Linked DNA regions of Mus musculus: region 2 is linked to region 1. The links are chromatin contacts, called in public HiChIP or PLAC-seq maps. All regions are on one chromosome and are shown on one strand. The core of a region is the stretch at or near the end of the contact, and the rest is flanking DNA. Distances in the headings are between cores, read along the strand shown.

Region 1 (3,685 bases), core at 1,149-3,648:
TCCCGTGTAGTGGGAGAAAGGAAAGAGACAGATGCCTCTGGCCATGGCTGCCAGTGGCTGCTTCCAGCTGGGAGCGTCTTAGGCTCAGCATCAGACACTGGAATTCTGTGCCTTTGGTAACACCACCTTTCCCCCATCCATCTGAAATGTCTTGAAAACATCACTAAAACCCGCTGTTTCTTCCCAACATATCACAGCCACACCACTTTGTTCACCTCCATTCTAGACAGTTTTCTTTTCCAATTACAGTAGCCATGAATTGAATTTCTTGTATTTTAATTGTTAAAAAAAAAGACTCAATGTGACATCGATTCCTTTCACGAGTTTTTCAGTGTGAAGTATATTATTGCTGACTTTAGGTACTTGAGGACATTTTAAATGTGTTATCTACCTTATGTTTGGTTCTGTCCCTATCAGTGGGTTTCATCGCATATATGTATCATGGCAGTTTAATCAAGACTTTATTTTATCTAAAAAAAAGTTATCAATTCCTTGAGAATTCCCTACAATGCGTTTTGATCATATTCACTACCCGCCCCACTCCCCCAGTGCTCTTCAGATGCACCCACCCTTCACCGTCAATCCAACGTGTGCCTTTTGGTAAAACAACAAAAGAGAAATGTCATCCAATCCAGTTTGCACTGCCCAAATATTCTTGGATTAGTGGCCTTCCACCAGAGGCTGCACTCTTAGAGAAACCGACTCCTCCTTCCACAACCAATGCCAACACTCCACCTCTCCGGGTGAGAGGCCATGCCCAGGTCCTTAGCTCCTCCCTTCACGCTAGGAATTCATCCGATTTGGGTTTGCCCAGGCCCTGCACTCGTTATCCCAATTCCCCCTTTTAAAAATGATTCGTTTTTATTTTATGTGCATTGGTGTTTTGCCTGCATGTATGTGTGAGGGCATCAGATCACTTGGAGGTGGATGACAGACAGTTATGAGACATCATGGGGTCACTAGAAACTGAATCCAGGTCCTCTGGAAGAGTGGTCAGTGCTCTTAACCACTGAGCCATCGCTCCAGCCCCCCCTTCCCCCCCCCCCCCCCCCCCGCTATCACAGCTTCTGTGAGTTTGTATGTGTAGTTCCATCCTAGGTCCAGCAGCTACTGCTGCCTCATAGTTATCATGGGCCTGTGGCTCTCACATTGGCCTGTAGCTCTCATACCCTTAACTTTGAAAGGCATGAGGGTGCGTATATATTCCCTGTAGGGCTGATAGTTCTGTTGTTTCATGGTCTCTATACTCTGACAGTTGCATGACTCTGTATTAGTCACCATCTACTACAGGCAGAAGTTTCCCTGATGAGGACCGAGAAGCACGTTAATCTATAGGTGTAGCATATTGATGACTCATTAGGAGTTAGTTATTTTAATACCATGTCCATTTAGCAGAATAATACTAGTAAGTTTCTCGAGGGCCTGTGAACTGTCTAGCCAGAGGTTTTTAGTCCAATAATAGTACCAGCTGTGGGTTTCATCTTCTGGAGTGGAATTGAACCAGGAATTTAAAATATTTGCTTCTGCTGGCTTAGTTTTCATTCCAGGATATACTCTAGTTTCACCCAAATATTCTAAAAGTTTCTTCTCCTTGGAGCTTCTTACTGGTTGCTCCCCTGGGAAAAGCCCTCCCTTGTGTTGCGTCTTGCAGGCACACGTGTGACTGCCTCCTCTTCTGGCTGATGCAAGCACTTTATCCTTTAAGTCCAGGATGCAGAGCATGTGCCCTGGAATCAGGGCTTTAATGATTTGAGATGAACTTATCGATTTTAGGCCTGAGCATGGGGAGAGGGGAGGATATTAATACTTATTTTTAAAATATTGAGATTATATAATAAATCCCTAATGCATTAGTTATTCTATTTTTAAAAAGGCCTTTGTGAATGCTATATATAACATTTATAAGTCTGAGATATAATGTTAAAAAATTCTTTGGTCCTTAAATTCTCTGACATGGGTTATTATATTTTTATGACTATTAATTTTGATATAGGCCCTTTAAAATCAATTTTTCCCTGTAATTACAAGGCTGTTTTATGGTGTGTGTGATATATCATGTGAGTGTACTTGAGGGTCATGAGAAGTTCACATGTGTGCTGTGTGGGCCCAGACTCTTTGCCACAGCTCCAGCTCAAGGGTGGCCTGTGTGTCCCTTTCTTAGGATACAGGAGGTGCTCAGCGCCTGGGCTCCTGTCCCATCCTCCTCCTTTTGGTTTTAACATCATTGAAAACCAGCGATATCGTATATTGAGAAATCCTGGACTCGTTTGGGTATGTTTGGATTTATAGGACCAAGCAGCCACTGAGTCAAAACGATGCTGATAATTCTCCAAGTCCCAGGCAGCGCCCGGTATCACACAGTGGCCACAGCTCACTGTCTGTCAGGCTGGTTTGGTACAGAGAACCACACGTCTGTATTTTAAAAATAGAACAAGAATTATAAAATACCACAAGTCTCATCCCACAAGGGATTTACAACTCAAAGTTAAGTAAAACAAAACTGAGTAAGAAGGATGTTGTATATAGAATCCCTCCCAAACCCCCTCCCTCCTTCCCCTTGCTTTATTTTCCTCGTCTCCTTCTCTCTCTCTCTCTCTCTAAAATTTCTTTTCCTCTCTTTTTTGTCCTTTCTAGCAAGGGGATTAGAGTGAAAACTCAACTGGACGTGCCCTTCTGGGTGGTCTTAAACACTTATTTATTTTTTGTTTGTTTTTGAAACAGTATCAGTTTCTTTTTTTATTAATCATTTTATTCGTTTACATTTCAAATGATAGCCCCCTTTTCGGTTACCCCTCCACAACCCCCCCCATCCTGACCCTCCTCCCCCTGCTTCTATGAGGGAGCTCCTCCACCCACCCACCCTACCCCAGCCTCACTGCCCTAGCATCCTCTGACCCTGGGGCATCAAGCCTCCATAGGACCAAGGGCCTCCCCTCCCATTGATGTCAGATAAGGCCATCCTCTGCTACGTCTCTATCTGGAGTCATGTGTACTCTTTGGTTGGTGGTTTAGTTACCGGGAGCTCTGGGTGGTCCAGGTAGCTGATGTCGTTCTTCCTATGGGGTTGCCATCCCCCTCGGCTCCTCCAGCACAACACTTTTTGGTTGTTTTATTTATTCTTTTCTCATTTATTACACCCTAAATGCAGTTTCCCCTCCCCCCTCCCTTCCCAGTCCCCCCCCCCTTACCCCCACCCTCTCCTCCTCCATTTCTCTTCAGGAAAGGGCGGGCCTCCCAAGGATATCAACCAAGCATAGCTTGTCAAGTTGCAGCAAAACCAGCCTCTTCTGCTTTTATTAAGGGCGGACAAAAGAGTAAGAGCGAGTCATGGCCACCACGCTTAGGAGTCTCATACGAAGAGCCAGCCACACAACCGTAACATGTATGCAGAGGACGTAGACCTCCGCTGCCTCACTGATTGTCGGGCCAGCCTCTGTCAGCCCCCGTAAGCCTAGGTTAGTTGATTTCTGTGGGTTTTCTTGTGGTGTCCTGGCCCTGCTGTCTCCTACAATCTTTCCTCTCTTCTGCAGGATTCCCCAAGCCTAATGTTTGGCTGCGGGTCTATGCATCTGTTTCCCTGAGTTGCTGGGTGAAGCCTCTGTAATGATGATCACACTAGGGTCCCTGTCTCAGAGTATAGCAGAATAAAAATGAATAAGAATAATAATAGTGAGTCAGTTTCTCA
Region 2 (3,378 bases), core at 584-3,083, 560 kb after region 1:
GAGGGTTTCCATCTCGCCTTATTCAGGGAAGGTCATCTGATGACATCCCAGGGACCCCAGGACGACTCTGATGCTTATAAAACAGGCCCTTGACGTAACCCTTATCAATAAATGACCATGGACACCCCCCCCAAGGATGGAAGGTGCAATCTTGACCCCAATCATTGACCTAGATCCACAGCAGAGCGAGGGAATCCTGCCTCCTAGGTTACAGTCCCTGCAGGGCCTGAGGGTTGATTTTGTTTTTAAGGATTCTTTTAAAGTTAGAATTTTTTGGCCCTTCCTGTAGGCCTTTCTCTTTCTCCCCTCTATTTTCCTAAAACCTCTCTGATTTATTTTATTTATTGCTTTTTCAATATCTGGAGTGTTACAGTTCTTCAGGGCTCGTGCTGAGTGTACGTTAGGTTGTCCATGTTGTGTTGTCCGTTTTCAGAAGCTGGCCTTGGCAGACGTGGGCTGGACAAAGACTCAGTTCCAAGCTACTGGATCCGGAGTCAATCCTGGCTTTTAATTTAATATCTCCCATGACCTTGAATGTATCATTTGGTATTAATTTTCTCATCTGTTCCTCTGGGCTACTTAATATCTCTCACCTTTCTCACAAGCTTCTTGGGCAGCAGAACTGTATAGTGCTCTAGATGAATCTGCACACTAGGAATGCACAGTGAGATAATTGAGTTATTTATGTAAGACAATGATTCAAGAAATTCTTCAAATAGCTGCACTTTTCATTTCCTCCTCTAAGAACGGAGAGACAGCTGAGGCCATTTTCCCTCCTGATTTTAAATCGGAAACACATCCTTCCTTTGAGATCACATTTACCTGTGCATGTGTGTGCACTCATGTGCACACATGGAGGTCAGGGACAATTGGAAGTCTGTTCTCTCAATCCAGCATGTGGCTCCTGGGAATCAAACTCAGGCCCTCAGGCTTAGTGGCAAGTGCCCTTTACCACTGAGCCATCTTGCCTGTCCCCTAGAAAATTCTTAACACATATTTATTTCAAAAGGAGAATGGCCTTCCATACAAATGTAGGTCTCATGTTCCCCTGTCTCTCTCCTTCCCTCCTTCCTTTCCTCTCCCACCCTACTTATCTCCTTCTCCCGACATGCAAGAGGGCAGGACAATAATTAGTATAATACTCTATGCATTCAATCAGGAGGCCAACAGAGAAAGCTGTTAGGTGCATTTAACAGAGGGGCCACATGTGTAAAAGGTTTAATAGACCATGTTAATGAGACCTTAGTAACGGGATCCAAAGCCAGACTGTGGCCCAAAAGTCACTGTGGCAGGGGGACCTCAGGGTAAAGGGTTTTTTTTTTTTTTTTTTTTTTTTTTTTTTTTTTTTTTTTTGAGACAGTCTTTCTTTGTAGCTCTGGCTTCCTGAAACTCACTCTGGAGCCCAGGCTGGCCTTGAAATCACAGAGATCTGCCTGCCTCTGCCTCTGCCTCCTGAGTGCTGGGATTAAAGGCGTTTGCCACCACCACCCAGTTGAATATTATACTTGCTTAAGCCACTTAGTTCTTTTATTTTGTGTTACTGCCTGAAGCAGTCAAGGCAGAGACCCTGGCATTAGCTTCAAAACCTTATTTATTTGCCTGTCTGTCTATCTATCTTTCTATTTCTTTTTATTTATGCCCCTAGCTACGTGTTATGGAGTAGGTACCTCTCTCTCCCCCTCTGGAAGTTAAAGGCGATGAAGCGGGTGGAGGCGGGGTTTCCTCTTCCTGTTTGCATGGGCACGGCAACAAAACCAGGGAACAGAGGGTGAATAGCATGACTTGGACTGGCCTTCCCCAGAACTGCAGTTGCCTATGGTGGTTGCGGTTCAGCCCCCCCCAGTGGCTCCCACTCACCTCACAGAGCACACAATCTGACAAACCCGGCCAATCATAAACCAAAGGAGAGTGCTTGCCTTGTCCAATGTAGTGATTGTGCTGCGTCCTCTTAACTCTGAGAAGCACCCCAAAGACACTGTGCCACCTCCGTGCTATTTATAGCCATTTGTACCTCTTGCCTCTGGGACCTAAATTGGAAACCTAATTTTAGATCCATAACAGCCAAAAGCTGATTTTTTTTTTTTTTTTTTTTTTTTTTTTTGGTTAAGCTTCTGCAGTAGTGCATAAGCATCCTATGAGCAAGTTCAGGTTAATTTACCTCACTGTGGATATTTAATTATGTCATTGAGAAAACACCGATAATTAAATCATTATTTCTGAGGTTGTTGGTCCAAGGACGCTTTGTGAAGAGTCACAGGCAGAAGCGGGGGGTGGGGGTGGGGGGGGGGGAAGGTGGGGGGGGGTTGGTCTAGTGCAGGGCTGGGCTTTGTCTTTTCAGTAGAGGTCGGGGCCACTCTGGCAGCCCAGTCACCCTACTTCCTCACTCTCTCTGGGCTTTGGTTCCCAAAAATTTCCCAGAACAATGTCTGTTTGCCCGGCCTGCAGTGGAACGGAGGCATGAAGGCTTGTTCCTACTTCGCGTGCGCGTAGCATTCACACCTCACGGTTCCCAAGGTCTTTGCTGGGTGGATGGCCAGACAGAAAAAGTGAATTCTCTCCTGAGTGAAGCACAATTAAAACTCTGACGACGGCGGCATTTGGCTTTTGAAATATGTGGGTTCCTGAAAGGCTCCAGTCCACACTGAAATTTCTGTACCTGCTACATAAATGCCCGGGACAGCCTTGCCCAAAAGGTATTCTTTCTTGACGTTTCTCCCAGGATGCATTACAGCCTGTAGTAGGTTTTCAGAGAAAAGTCCGAAGACCTTAAAAGCCTAAGACGAAGTGAGCTCCACACCAGAGCTGGGGCAAGGGGAGAGAGGGAGAGAGAGAGAGAGAGAGAGAGAGAGAGAGAGAGAGAGAGAGAGAGAGAGAGAGAGAGAGAGAGAGAGAGAAATTCCACGTGTGGATCTGTCACACTGGTGAAGGTTTGGAGGGGAACTTGGGCCAAGAAATGCAAGCATGGCTGGAAACTGAGTCCTAGCTCTGGTGGACAGCCAGAGAGAGAAGCAAGCACCTTCATCTTACAGATGTGTAGAAGATCAGATGTGAAGAAGGTCTTGGTACTGCAACCACGAAGGAAAAAAAAAAAAGCTATCTTGGGCTTTTCAAGTCCCTCAACAGAAAACCCAACTGAGAGCCAGGCATGATAGCACAGCCTGTCATCTCAGCTACCCAAGAGGATGAGGCAGGAGGATTTCAAATTCAAGCCCAGCCTTTGAAACTCAGTGAGAGAGTATCTCAAAAGAAAAAGTAGAATTTTTTTTATTTTTAATTATTTATTTATTTATTTATTGGTAAGTGCTGAGGATGTAGCTCAGTGGTTGGATCACTTGGCTAGCATGCAGAAGGCCTCGAGTTGGGTCTCCAACACCACAA

Evidence for each region. HiChIP or PLAC-seq counts read pairs in DNA pulled down with a chosen protein or histone mark.
Region 2: a contact with region 1 is called in a RAD21 HiChIP or PLAC-seq map of pro-B cells, with 7 times the contacts expected there. The contact joins two enhancer-like sites. A contact is called at or near these places in 3 of 15 datasets of contacts at CTCF or cohesin (large pre-B cells, pro-B cells and stem cell-derived epiblast-like cells), 7 of 484 Hi-C or Micro-C datasets (cerebellum, embryonic stem cells, muscle stem cells and 2 more) and 1 of 115 datasets of contacts at active chromatin or transcription factors (large pre-B cells).

What each region holds. Positions count from the first base shown.
Region 1 is chr8:114,546,148-114,549,832 of GRCm38.p6, forward strand. The region is part of intron 5 of Wwox (WW domain-containing oxidoreductase); the gene reads left to right. Among named protein-coding and RNA genes, the nearest start is that of Gm16116, 49 kb to the right of the region's middle. Within about 2 kb of position 2,399, at least 10 of the 459 cell types and tissues checked have an H3K27ac peak or open chromatin away from gene starts, as enhancers often do. A contact at or near this core is called in pro-B cells, where this site is marked.
Region 2 is chr8:115,108,833-115,112,210 of GRCm38.p6, forward strand. The region is part of intron 8 of Wwox (WW domain-containing oxidoreductase); the gene reads left to right. Among named protein-coding and RNA genes, the nearest start is that of Gm39257, 150 kb to the left of the region's middle. Within about 2 kb of position 1,834, at least 17 of the 459 cell types and tissues checked have an H3K27ac peak or open chromatin away from gene starts, as enhancers often do. A contact at or near this core is called in pro-B cells, where this site is marked.